Linked DNA regions of Mus musculus: region 1 is linked to region 2. A link is a contact called in public promoter capture Hi-C data. All regions are on one chromosome and are shown on one strand. The core of a region is the stretch at or near the end of the contact, and the rest is flanking DNA. Distances in the headings are between cores, read along the strand shown.

Region 1 (6,966 bases), core at 759-3,258, 2.3 Mb before region 2:
TGCTAGTCGCTCACCAAGAAACAAGATGACTTTCCTTGGGGCCATGCGATCCCCATTCGGATTTTGGAGTTTTGGCTACAGTGATAAATAACATCCTGTAGCATGGGCTCAGGAGCTGAGGGATGGTGAGAGCCCAGAAGATGTCCCGAGAACCGCTATTTTATCCTTAGAATGCCTGAGAGAGGGGACGGATTGGCAGGCACTCAGGGGAACCCTGACAAGTTACACCAAACTACTTAGTGGCTTAGAGACCTCCTATTCCTCTCCTGGGTCAGAGCCCCCCCCCCCCCCCCCCCCAGTCTCCCATCAGCCAGGACAATCACAGCTGTGGGCTGGAGTCATGTTTCTTCTTAGAGGCTGCACTCTAACTCATTAACTTAAGGCTAGGCCTGGATAGACATGGGCTGGATCAAACAGTTGGGCAGTTTAGCTCTGAGCTGAAGGGATCTTCTATTCCTATTGTTCCCAGGGGGGCAATCATCCTGTGTCACCAGAGAACAGCCAAGGCTATGACTGCCCAGTCAAGTGCACTGTCAATATTAGTAAAAAATTTAAGGACCTGCAAGGTAGCTTGCAAGAGGTCTAACTCCCAGGCTCCCGCCACTCCCCCCCCCCCCAAAACCCCCCAGAGCACAAACCCTATTCCCTGGAGTGAGGGCTAAGCAGCAGGGTTTTCTTTTTTTTGGGGGGGGGAGGGGTCCTCTCCCCTGGGAGAGTGCTTTGACCAGGGAAGTGTGGGAGGTGCTTGGCCATGCAATGGGCTGGCCCCTGTGTTTATCTTGAGAAAAGTGGAGGCTGTGGAGGTGGAGGGAGGTCGTTCAGAGCCAGGTGGAAGCATTTGCCTGGAATTACAAGTGTGGGCTGAGAGAAATAAATGGGCTGGTGTTCAATAAAAAACGTCCACCTCGGCAGAGCTGGGGTACCAGTGAGGCTCTGCCAAAGCAACTCCAACCCAGAGCCCCTGGTGCCCCACTTTTGGAGATGCTGGCTGTGTTTGACTTCCATATGACTCCTAATGGTCTGTCTGTCCGGTTCAGTCCTTTGGGACTCCAACAAGGGAGTGGAATGGGGAGGGGGAAACACTTTGTTAAACCGAAGGAGGGCTTTGGGCAGGCAGTAAAGTGTTTACAAAGTAGGAATCCCTTCAGCATCTTTGGGTGTCCTTATCGAAGGCCTTTATATACAAGGCTCACATCCCTCCCCTGGTGGCAGGCCTGTGGGCTGTGGCAGGCACTGCCCAGTGATCTATGTCTTTAGGCCTTCAGCCCCAGCCAGGTCTTTGTTCAGACCAGGAAGCAAAAGGGGGAAAGCTCCATTTCTCTCTGAAAGGGAGAACAGGGGAGGCAGCTAGAGAAGGGGGAGAGATTCCCACACCTGTGTGTGTAGGGCGGGGTTAGGGACAAGAGAAAGAGATGTGTTGTGATTAAGGTCGGCTGTGCTGGACTGCTGACTAGATGATAGGGGATGAGGAAAGAGGGAGGGAAAGGGAGAGAGAAAGAAAGAGAAAGGGAGAATATGAATATACGAGAGAATTTTAGGGTGTGCAGGAGACCCTTCAACAGCTGTCCCCAGCTTTGCGAAGCATCCCCCTCCCGCAATTCACAGCCCTGTAGCGTCCGGAGTTGATCGGGCCTCTCCCTCCCCCTGCCTGCTCGCACTGCCCCCCCCCCCCCCAGTCACCTGTTCTCCCACCCTTACTTCAAAGGCTGTTCCAGGTTTCTCTCCTCCCCCCATCGCCTCGTACCTGCGCCCCCGCAGGGTAGCCTGAAAGCGATGCTCAGCTGGGTGGTGTGGCGCGGGGCGAAGAGGCGAATACCCCGCAGATCCTGTGTGTGCAAGAGCGATGTGTGTACGCGCTTGAGTGCGCGAGCGGCCCCGAGCCGGCCAGCCCGGGAGAGGGTGCGTGGGGGAGCCCGCGAGTGGCAGCCGCGGGCGTGTGCCAGGCGCGGGCGGGCGTGCGCGCGAGGGTGTGTGTGCGTGGCCGAGGCGGAGCGCCCGGGCGGGCGGCGGCGACGGCGGCGGCGTTAGGACTCTGGGGACACCGCCCCCCGGCCCCCGCGTCCCGCCCCCGCCCAGCCTCGCGCCTCAGTTCGCGCCGCGCCTGGGCTCGGAGCGCAGCGGCGCCGGCTCCCGCAGCCGGAGAGGAGCCAGCCCCGGGAGCCCAGCGGCGCGCACTGCCTGCAGCCGCGCTGGCGATGCGGGGCCGCCCCGCGCCCGCCCGAGTCCCGGCCCCGGCGCCCTCGGGAAGGGGCTGAGCCGCTTGCCGCCCGGATGGGGAGCCTTGGCGGGCTCGCCCTCTGCCTGCTCCGGCTCCTGCTCCTGGGGCTGCAGCGGCCGCCGTTGCCCGGCGCCGGAGCGCAGAGCGCCGCAGGTGAGTGCGCCCGCCGGGCTCCCCGGGCCCCTTCGCTCTCCCCAGCCCTGGGAGGAGAAAGTTGGGTCCCGTGGCCAGGGGATGCCGGGGCCCGGTGGGAGTCCCGTCCCAACCTCCGGACGCAGCTGCTGTGTCCAGGCGTGCCCAGTCCCGCTCCAGGTCCCCCCCTGGCCCCTCGTCGCCTTACTTTCCTGCCGCTTCCCCCCCACCCCCGGGCGGGAGTAACTTTGCGCGGCTGTTGCGAATATTTCCACTTGCTGCCTCCCACTTGTCGGAACCTGTCACTCGAGTGTTTCGGGGTGGAGGGAGGAGGCGCCGCTTCTCGCCCGGCGCGGAGCACTGTCACCCGGGCAGCTTCCTGGGCTGCGCGCTCTTGGAGTGGGGAGCACAGGTCCCTAGCAGGCCCAGGCTGCCAGGGCGGTGGCTTTTCCTTTCTCCTGGGAGACACTGAAGATCATCCAGTGTTGTTCTAAACACGCCGCTCCCCTTAGCGAGCCCTTAGCAGCTGGGACTTCCCATGGGAGTGTTCTTGTGAATGACCCACTCGGCTAAACCCTCACCTCACCTCGTGGCTCTGTCCAGAGTAATGGGTACCCTGCTAAGGCCCTTTAAGTGCAGTGGCTTTGATCAGTGAGCTAGTGGGCTTCTGAAAACTTCGGGACACTCGTCTTTCGGCTTGCCCATGGGCAGGTAGCTAGTTCCCCAGAGTGTGTCTAGTGTCTTCTTAGTGGCGACTGAGCTGAAGAGACCACTACCGAGGGTCTCTCTCATCACTAAAACCCCACTGGTAGGGCTTCCTTCCGTGAGTCCCTTAAAGAGGGAAGGAGAGGTGGGGAGGGATACCTCCAAGTTCAAAATCACCTCGAAGTTTCTTAGCACCTTTGGTTTAGGAGTGACCACACTGAGCTGCTGTCGCTGGTCGGGGTCGGGGGCGGGGGGCACGTTGAGGCATGTCAGCGGAACTTAGGAAAGGGTTCTTTTTGGATTGCTAAGCAACAGCTGTGCTCACATAAGAAATCAGGGGAGGAAGAAAGGGAAAGAAAGGCAGTGAGCCTGATGGAAGTCTCTAAACAGGCTGCTTTTGAGAGGAAGAACCGCCGGAGTGACATTCCGTTAGAAATGTCTTAGGTTTTCTTCCCTGACTTGATGTTAAAATGGAAACTGGACACAGGATGTATGGGAAGGAACAGCTTGTTTTCGTGCCAGCGAAGTTGAGCAAGGAGGCCACTCTTTTTGAGGTGTCTGAAGCTGAAAGGCTGGGACAAGAGGGGGAGAAAAGAGACGGCCGCAACATCATTCTGAAGATGCTTCAAGGCTCTTGTTTCCCTCGCTTTGGGGTCTGCGTTAGGTGTGCTGTGTCAGGAAGCTGGCAGGAGGGTGCTTGAGGCAGTCCTGGGGACCCGGGTATGACTTATGATTCTAATCTTTACTGTCTTCTAAGGCTTGGCGGGACATTCATACGTTAATAGTACTCACGTTCCCGCAGCAGAAACCGGATCAAACACGTCCCACAGACCTTTTTTGGGTAGCAGCTGTAAACCCAGAACCTGCTCCAGAAAGCTGTCCAGGGCTGAAACGCACGCCGGTTCCGCATGTTACCGCAAGGTGGCGCTCGCTCACAGCTGTTAAATGCAAATCGAGCCGCTTTCATCTCAGGGATAGAACTTCGGTTCAATTTTTAAATGAGTAATGTGTTTATTCAGCAGCCTTTTGTTAAAACATTTAGAGAAGTGTGAGGAGGAAGCACCTTTTCTTTGTTTGCTGCTCGGAACACACCGGGAAGAAAAGCAATCCTGGAGTACAGTTTGGGAAGAAATCGACTGCGAAGGCGCCATATGTTTCCTTTGGTTCTACCTGGGCCCATAGCTTTTGCAAAGCTACAATAGCATATATTTAGCAAGCGGCTGCGTTGTTCCCGGCTCCTTAAAGGAGTAGGATTAGCTTGTCTTGGTGACTTGGTGCGTTCTAAGCTCCGCTCATTTATAGAAATGGGCATCTTTTTTTTTTCTATACCTAGCTCATTATCGCTCTACTTTAATGCTAACTAGATCGTTTAAACTGGATTCTTCCGGGGCTTTCCTTATGAACATCTGTAATTGTCGACGCGTTAATCCTGCAACTGTTGACTTGTTAAAACGGACTTCTCTTCTTATTTTATTCCTCATTGTGGTATTGTCAGAATCCAAATTTGTTATAAGTATGATTATAGTTTGGGTCTCTTTTGAAAAAGCTTATTTTAAACTTTCTGCAAGTCTGAGTAAATAATGCATTTTAAAACTCAGTAGTGTGTTCTCCATATTCCTTTGATCTGAAGATTCCCCGGTCTCGGAAGCAATTTCAATTTGTGAGCTTACATCTAGGACATTGAGGGCTGATGGGCTTTGCTGTGACTGTTGGTCACAGTGTCCAAAAGTCGGAGTCAGAAGCTGTCATCAAAGGCAATTTCCCCCTACCTTACTCTACCCTGTGTTTCATGAGCCACTACATTTTTTTTTTTTTTGGCGAGGGATTATAGTAAAAGAAAAAAAGTGCTTTGATAATAGTTGGTAAACAGAACACATGATTTGGGAATGAGGGAAGGCTATGGCTACGTAATTAGATACGGGATAATTAGTCTATTTATCAGTGGGTTTCAGTATTACAAGTTAAAGCCAAATCTTGACAGGGACCGACTCTGGGTGGCAGTTGTAAGCAATGTAGTCATTTAACTCAATAATTGCTGCCAGATACCTCTGGGGAGCTGTTCCCACTACAGTTGCATTTTACTTTCTGTCCTGGATTGCTTGATTTGTTTCCTAATAACAGAACAATTAATGTGGAGACCTGGCTTTGATTCTGTTCCAGCAACAACAACAAACATGAAATAAATAGAGACCTCCGTCTTGGGTTACAGTCTGTACCTTTCTCTTCTGTTTCAGTTCCTTCTTGTTTATCCTAAGCACATTTCCACAGGCTTCAGGCTGCCAGCAGAGATGGCTTCTCTTGTAGTGTTATAACTGTCACCTTACAGAGCCATGATCAGAGGATATTACAGCATCGTTCTCTTAAGCACGGGATACTCCCATGACTCTCTGACTGCGTGTTGCTGTGGAAACAAGAGCATTGCTATGTAGGCAGTGGTCCTTGATAAATATTTATCGATGGTGATGAAGAGATGGTGGAGCCTCACAGTAACCAGGATGGGGAAGGAGTATCGTGTTTGGGAGGCAGCGTGGCTTGGAGAAAAGCACTGGAGCTCAATGTTCTTGGTTTGAATCTCACCTCTGCCTTTGGTACTGGCTGTGCCACATTGGACAGGCTGTTTATCTTCTCCAACCTCAAGCTCTTATCTGCAAAGTGAGGATAATTAGAGCTGCCTCACTGAATTTTGTGAGGACTAAAGCAGAAGATGCATGGGGGGGGGGTACTCTGTCCAGAGTGGGAGCCAACTGTTACTCTCCTTGGCATGGCTCTGTGCTCCTGCGTGTATCCGAGCTGGGGCCGTGGTGCTCCTGCCAAGCTAAGTGAAGCACTAAGCAGGAGACGGCTGGACTTTCATGATGCTTTTTAGTTTTCCATCCTTTATTCATTTTTTGGGGGGGGGGAGTGGGTCTTGATTCCCTGATACTATTTTTAGAAAGAAATTTCAAATGAAAAGTCCCAGCAAGTGACAGTAGTCAGTTTAGTTGTCCCAGAATTTGTGGAAAGAATGTTTTAACTGCACTTTGACCTTTGAACTGGCACAGATTTAAAAAGGTCATCAGGGTAAAATCTTTGGGGCTTATCACTGTTTCCTCTTTTTTGCATACGCTCCTCCTTTCTGGTCAGGCTCTGTCCCCACCTCTGCTCCTGCCTCTTATGAACCCCAGAAATAAAGTGTGCGCTGCACCTATGAAGTTGATAAATAAGCAAAGACTAAGACCAAGGTATAGCAGGCTATGGTATTCCAAGGAACAAATTTAAAACGCTATGAGAACAAGCTGTGTCCAACAGGTGTGATGGGTTTAGGAGCCGGCACCACGAGGCTAGGAAAAGTCAGTTAGGATGTTTTATGGCATCTTAGAAAATGGATTCAAATGGAGTGAGAGAGGAAGGAAGCCACAGGGTTTAATTGTTAAATCAGATGTAGTTAAAGGGACAGTGGTAATCAGTTCAGATGAACCAGGATACTACCCCCCCTCCCACCCCCACCCCCGCCCACCGACCCCCACTGGGCCTGTTGAAAGTGAATCTCAATACAGGAATGAGAGGCAGAGAGATGGAGGGACAACATGTGAATGGCAAATGGTGACACTTAGGGCCTCTATGGTCCCCAGATCTCAGTGTGATTCACTTGGCATTTCCTATGTACACACCAGGAGGGCTACTCAGAAGCCCAGTGGGATCCGTATTCAGTAAGTCACTAAGAAACATACCAAGTCTGCAGGGTGGTAGACCCACACTGGAGTGTTGAATGAAGTACGCGTCTCACTCATACATCCAACCTCTGCACACCAGTGGAGTGTGCATAGGACCCTTTGTGGTTTTTGAATATTCATATTAAAATTTTTATTGGGTGCCGGAGGGACTAAAAAGCAGCAAAAAGCATTTTTGGTGATTAGTTTGTCAATTTCTTT
Region 2 (6,342 bases), core at 2,780-5,279:
TTCTTGGCTGTGCGCTGGAGGGGTTCTCCATCCCCGCTGGGCAGATAGATGGTGTTACTGTGGTTGCTACAGGGCCAGAGGTACCAGGATCTAGAATAGCACCAGCCCTTTTTGGAAGTGCTGCTTTGGATTTTGATGGAGGTTGTGCGAGGAGGGACTAAGTGGAAGTGATAGCTACTGTGGAGAGGGAGGAAGAAGGAGGGCAGGACGCCCTAGCCAACCACGCATTTGGAAGCCAGACTTCCAGAGGTTTTCAGGCAACGCAGGGAATCTTCTCTAGGGGTCTTGTGAAGATAGCGCAGACCTCAGGGCTACACGAGAAGTCTGGGCAACAAAATGTCCAAAGGCAGGCTTTTGAGGTTTTTCTTGTTTTTCTTTCCAAACGCTACTCCCTCCCCAGTAAAACGCAGGCCCTGGGGCCCTGAAGTCCAAGGGTTTCTGCTTGGTGACTTCCGACAGCCCCTGTTATGTAAGGGGCTGCAAGTCTCCAACTTCTACATGCAGAAAGATGTGGTCACTCACCCAGTACACACACACACCACGTACACACGCACGCGCCTCCTATGTGCCATAAATCTCACTCCTACACTCGCAGAGCAGATCCGCCTACTTGCTCACAAAGCACCTGCAGCCCTCCGGGAAACCGGGAAGAGCCACGCACCTCAGCGCAGGTGCCAGGGCGCCGCCCTAGTCCGAAAGCGCAGGCTGAAAGGCGCGCCGCTGGGTATTTATCAAATTACCCTGATGGCATGGCAGAGATGTCACGAAGAAGGCAGTGTCGAGAGAACCTCATACTTGCTCTTTTGGAGAGTAACTTTTGCTCCTAAAATAAGAGTACCTCAAGGCCAAGTATCTAGGACCCTTCCGAGTCCTTCCATCACTGCGATGTAGTTAAAGGATGATGCAGCAGGGCTTGCTTTGGAGAAAAAAAAATCCTCAAGTATGTATTTAGGCGCTAGGTAGGAACTGTTGGGTACAGGGGCTCTGGCCACTGGCAATCCCGGCTTTCCTTCGGTGCCTGGGCCTCCTGCCTCTTTCCCCTTGCTTCTCCACTTCTTTCAACAACCCATCGAGGTCTTATTGCGCGTTGGGCTCCGAGTTAAAATGCGTCCCTGAACCCTCTCCACCTCCCCTGCCTTTCAGGGTTGGGGGGACCAGTCCTTTGTCCTGTCCTGCTGTGATACCATGGACTGGGAGGAATCCTCACGCGAATACTGAGTCTGCAGTGGCAGCCTGGAGAGAGAAAGGTCATTAGCCCAGGAGTTCCAAAACCATGCAGCAGAGCGCATAGGAATTAGAATGGGGGAGGCTGGACCATTGAAATGGGATAGGCTGCGAGCAAAGGCCTTCAATTGGGGCAACCCTCCTGTTTCACTCTTGCGCCCACCGGAGTGTGGTGTTCTCTCTCTCTCTCTCTCTCTCTCTCTCTCTCTCTCTCTCTCTCTCTGGAAGGAGGGGCTACTCCAGGACGGAAACGGGTTGGGGGGTGGGAAAGTGAACCTAGGAGACGCTGAGATAGCTCATCTAAAGCTCAGAGGAAGAGAGTGGTTACAACAGAGATAGTCACGGGGACAAAGAGGAGAAAAACGGCCGGGACAAAGGCCGAGTCCCCCAAGCCTGAGAGAGTAGCGCTTCTTCTGGAGTTTTACAATTACTGGTCTGGGGCCACAAGAGTCCTCTTCAAGGGCCACATTCTTGAGAAGTGGGGTTTGAGCCCTCCGTGATGACAGAGACACGCGGGAGCAAGCCCTGCTCTGCTGCCCTCCCCGGTGTTCCCAGGAGGGTTTGCAGTGAGGCGCGTACTCGGGAAGCGCTGCGTCTCGGATGACTGGGGGTGGGGGGAGTGGGGCGAGGTTAAAGCTGGAGCCCCATGAGTGTTAAGAGAGTATGCGTGTGGTGGTCGAGCCTGAAACCCCGGTTTGCAGAGACCCGGAACTCTAAACCTGATGGTCTCAACGTCCCCTGGCTGAGCCGAGGTCCGAGAGCGCGCTCTCCTCGCAGGACCGCAGCTGCGACTCTTAGGCGAGAGTCTGTGTCCTCATCGCCCATCTCATCTGTGGGAGGTTCAGCCTAACCGCCCTGGCTCTCTACCTAGGCAGTCGAATCATTTCTGCCGAGAGCGCACTTCTCCAAAGGGCTCGAGATTTCCCCAGCAGTTCACTGATCTAAACCTTTTAGGTGAAGTTTTAGTTAAAATACACCCATTTGGTTAAAATTAGGCTCCTGTGACCAGTCTCTACCCCGCCTTCCCTAAGGATTTAAGAAGGGGGGAAAGGCTTTTCTTATTGATTGGAAGCAAATTTTTCTTTCTGTTAAAAGGGGGGAAAAGGTCTGGTCTGGTTGTCAATGCTGCGGGTCACTAGCCCCCCGTGCGCGGTGTTGGAGGGCAGGTCCTGTGCAGCCAGCAGCTAGGACACACTCACCCAGCGCGCTTTCTGACGCTCATCTTTCCGCGTCCTGAGCTGGGAAGCAAAAAGCGACGTGGGAGCCGGGTCGGATCTCCGGATCCAGCGAATTCGACATCTATTCACTTTTGGGGTCGGGGTCGGGGTCTGAGGAAAGTCCCACATTTCCTGCCCTTCTGGCCCAGGGCAGGGAGTCTCTGTCGGCGCCCAACAGCCCTGTCTGAAAGCCCAGTGTTCTGCCTTCCTCCTCCCGTCTGCGTTCCGGAGAAGTTTCTCATCCGGTAGCCCTGAACCTTCGTCACCTGGCGTTTTCAGTTTAGAATACTGATCTTCCCAGCTCAGGACCTTTCCTGAGAGGAGTAGCCCACAAGCACACCTGGAAGGCTTGCATATGGAATTTCAGAAAAGGTGAGCAGAGAGGGTTAGTGGTTGAGTCCAAAGATGGGGTCGGAGGGCCTGTGCATAGTTCCAGAGGAGTCTGCCCTGGCTTTCAGGCCGCACACAGCCTGCGTTCAGGCCTGGCTTGGCCGGATCAGTTAGCTGGACCTGCACGGGTCCGAGACGCCATCCAAGCCTTCCCTCCCGCAAAGAACAAACCGGTTCAGGGCGCCGTTGCGCACCGTGGCCACTTGGGGTCGCACTTTATGCCTGTTTGAATCTCCTTGCAGCCGTCAGAAGCTTGGATCAGCTTAATCCTTACAAAACGTTCAGACAAAAACAGGGCCGGGTTCCCCAGCATCCCAGAGCCACTGAGTGCACAGACCGGTGTTGGTCTCGGCTCTGAGCCTCGGAGTTGTAAGGTTTCCACACGACTGGCAAGTGAAAGGTATTCAGAGCCTTTGGGCCAACTCTGTTTGTTTGTTTATCTTCTTTGGGAGCGTTTGGGGGTGTGTGTGGGGGGGTGGCGAATGCACGGAGCTGCGAGACCACTGGAGCTCTGTCTTCTGAGCTCAATCACTGAACCGGCTAAGAGAGGAACAGCGTCTCTTGGCCCGAGGAACCTTCCTAGAGGTTAAGAGTTAGATCTGAACAGAACTCTTGGAGCCCCAACCCCGCCCTCCCCCACCGCATACATTAGCGCAGACAGAGCTACCGAAACACAGGCACGCACCACACACATTCACTCGGCCCGCGGCGCCGAGGACACACGGAGCGTCGCCCACTGGGCGGGGGCCGCTTGGGAACAAAGGGCCAGGGAAGCGACATCCCGGGCGCTTATTCTGAGCCTACTTGGGGGTGACACGGGCCGAGGGTGGGAGTGTAAAGAGTATGTAGGGAGGCGTGAGTGCAGACAGCGGGGTGGGAACGGCGGCTTGGTCCAGAAGTGGGGCGCGCACTGAAGGCAAGCGTGCGGGAACCTCGACTCAGAGGGTGTTGGGGGTTGGGACCAGGCGGTCCGTCCCACTCGGCTCCAGCCCTCCTCCAGGCCTCAACGGCTTCGGGGCTCCTCCGGTCTCCAGTCAGCTGACGCGGGGGGGCGGGGGAGCTGTCAGGCACGCCCCGCCCAGCGTCGCTGGGCCGCGGGGGCCGTGCAGCCATTGGCCAACACGCCGGGCCGCTTGGGCCCCCGCGCTCCAGTGACATCAGGAAGCGATAAAAGGCGGCGGCGGCGCCAGCTCCTGCACAGCTGCACCGCCGGGCTGCGAGCGGCTGCAAGCAAGAAAGCCCTAGAGCCAAAGAGTCGGAGAGCGAGCGGCGGGCGCTTGCCCCGCGCCTCCCCTCTGCCCCTGCGCGCACCTCGCCGGCTTCTCTACCCTGCCCCGGCTCGACCTGACTCGTTCCCGGCGCGCTCGCAGCCCCAAGCTCCGGGGCAGCTCAGGCAGCCTCGGGAGGACTCTCCGGCGCGCCGCCGCGTCCCCAGACAAAGGCTTGGCCGGCGGCCCCGGCCCGCTGCGCCCTCGGCTCCCCGCCTCCCCGGCTTGCCGCTCTTCGCCCCCGCGTTTGGCTCGGCGCGTCCCGGCCGGCCGCAAAGTTTTCCCCGCGGCAGCGGCGGCTGAGCCTCGCTTTTAGCGATGGCCGCGGAGCTGAGCATGGGGCAAGAGCTGCCCACCAGCCCGCTGGCCATGGAGTACGTCAACGACTTCGACCTTCTCAAGTTCGACGTGAAGAAGGAGCCCCTGGGGCGCGCGGAGCGTCCGGGCCGGCCATGCACACGCCTGCAGCCTGCTGGCTCGGTGTCGTCCACCCCGCTCAGCACTCCGTGCAGCTCCGTGCCTTCTTCTCCCAGCTTCAGTCCGACTGAACCGAAGACCCATCTCGAGGACCTGTACTGGATGGCGAGCAACTACCAGCAGATGAACCCCGAGGCACTCAACCTGACGCCCGAGGACGCGGTGGAGGCGCTCATCGGTTCGCACCCAGTGCCCCAGCCGCTGCAGAGCTTCGACGGCTTCCGTAGTGCGCACCACCATCACCACCACCACCACCCTCATCCGCACCACGGGTACCCAGGAGCAGGTGTGACTCACGATGACCTGGGCCAGCACGCTCACCCGCACCATCACCATCATCACCAAGCGTCGCCCCCGCCGTCCAGCGCTGCCAGTCCCGCGCAACAGCTACCCACTAGCCACCCGGGGCCGGGACCGCACGCAACAGCCGCGGCGACGGCTGCGGGCGGCAACGGTAGTGTGGAGGACCGCTTCTCTGATGACCAGCTGGTGTCCATGTCGGTGCGTGAGCTGAACCGCCACCTGCGGGGCTTCACCAAGGACGAGGTGATCCGCCTGAAGCAGAAGCGGCGGACCCTGAAGAACCGGGGCTACGCCCAGTCGTGCAGGTATAAACGCGTCCAGCAGAAACATCACCTGGAGAACGAGAAGACGCAGCTCATTCAGCAGGTGGAGCAGCTTAAGCAGGAGGTGTCCCGGCTGGCCCGCGAGAGAGACGCCTACAAGGTCAAGTGCGAGAAACTCGCCAACTCCGGCTTCAGGGAGGCGGGCTCCACCAGCGACAGCCCCTCCTCTCCTGAGTTCTTTCTGTGAGTCCTGGCGGGTCCGGCCCCCGCCCTTGCCCTGGCCCAGACTCCCTATTCTGCGCCCCTAGCCCTGGACTCCCTGTCCCTGCCATGGCCCCGGCCTTGACCTGTTTGACTTGAGCTAGAGGGAGGAAGGACGCGCGGGTCGCGGGAGTCAGGCGGGAGCACGGGCGGGCAGAGAACCTTGGCTAAGAAGAGGGCAGCTCAGGGCGGCGCAGCCTCTTAGACTTGGGCAGAGTTAGAGAAACCCGGGCGGGTGCGAGGTCCGGGAGTAACTTTTCTCCAAGCTGGAAGGCCGCGAGGCTTATTCCAAGGAGTCGCCAAGGCCGTCTGGACACTTCTGGCTCTGAGAACTTTGTGAGTGCCAGGGCCGCCGCTTTGCAGCCCAGGACTCAGTTCGTCCCAGGAAGAGCAGAGGAGAGGAGAGGGACTCTGGAGTCCCCGTGGGCACGAGGCAAGGCTGAGCTAAGGAAGGAAAAACAGACAGATCTGTCTGTCCAGAGTACGGAGAACACTGGCTCTCAGCCGGAGACGCGGGCCTCAGTTAGGACTTTCGGCGCGCGAAGGAAAAAAAAAATCTCATCAGTTTTAATGCCTGCTCGATTATATAGAAAAATACGAAAATCTGCATTAAAAATATTAATCCTGCATGCTGGACATGTATGGTAATAATTTCTATTTTGTACCATTTTCTTGTTTAACTTTAGCATGTTGTTGATCATGAATCATAACCCCCTTGTTTCTTTGGGTGAGAAGGGATGCAGTTCCCAAACTCCTGCGGCTGCGAGCGAGCGAGCAGAGTTTCAGTCGCCGGCCGGCTTGTAGATTACCCGCCCCGGCCAAACCATCTTGAGAAGGTAGCAGCAAGCTGAGTCTTTGTTTGGGTTTATTATTATGCCATTTTTGTTTGTAAGTAAAAATAAAAGAAAGAAAAAACCCACCAAGCCCAACTTTGTCCGG

The links. Promoter capture Hi-C pulls out the DNA fragments that hold promoters and counts their contacts.
Region 1: a promoter capture Hi-C map of embryonic stem cells shows a contact between it and region 2, with 12 read pairs. The contact joins the promoter of 9430021M05Rik here to the promoter of Mafb in region 2. A contact is called at or near these places in 3 of 39 promoter capture datasets (embryonic stem cells and pre-B cells), 4 of 484 Hi-C or Micro-C datasets (all in embryonic stem cells) and 1 of 9 other capture datasets (embryonic stem cells).

The regions. Positions count from the first base shown.
Region 1 is chr2:162,656,205-162,663,170 of GRCm38.p6, reverse strand. It overlaps 9430021M05Rik (RIKEN cDNA 9430021M05 gene), which reads right to left and starts at 2,008. Exons shown (of 4, transcript NR_033569.1): 1 at 1,745-2,008; 2 at 1,375-1,450. It overlaps Ptprt (protein tyrosine phosphatase, receptor type, T), which reads left to right and starts at 2,024. Exons shown (of 31, transcript NM_001291150.1): 1 at 2,024-2,371. The coding sequence starts at 2,272.
Region 2 is chr2:160,364,752-160,371,093 of GRCm38.p6, reverse strand. It overlaps Mafb (v-maf musculoaponeurotic fibrosarcoma oncogene family, protein B (avian)), which reads left to right and starts at 4,029. Exons shown (of 1, transcript NM_010658.3): 1 at 4,029-6,342. The coding sequence starts at 4,418. The coding sequence ends at 5,389.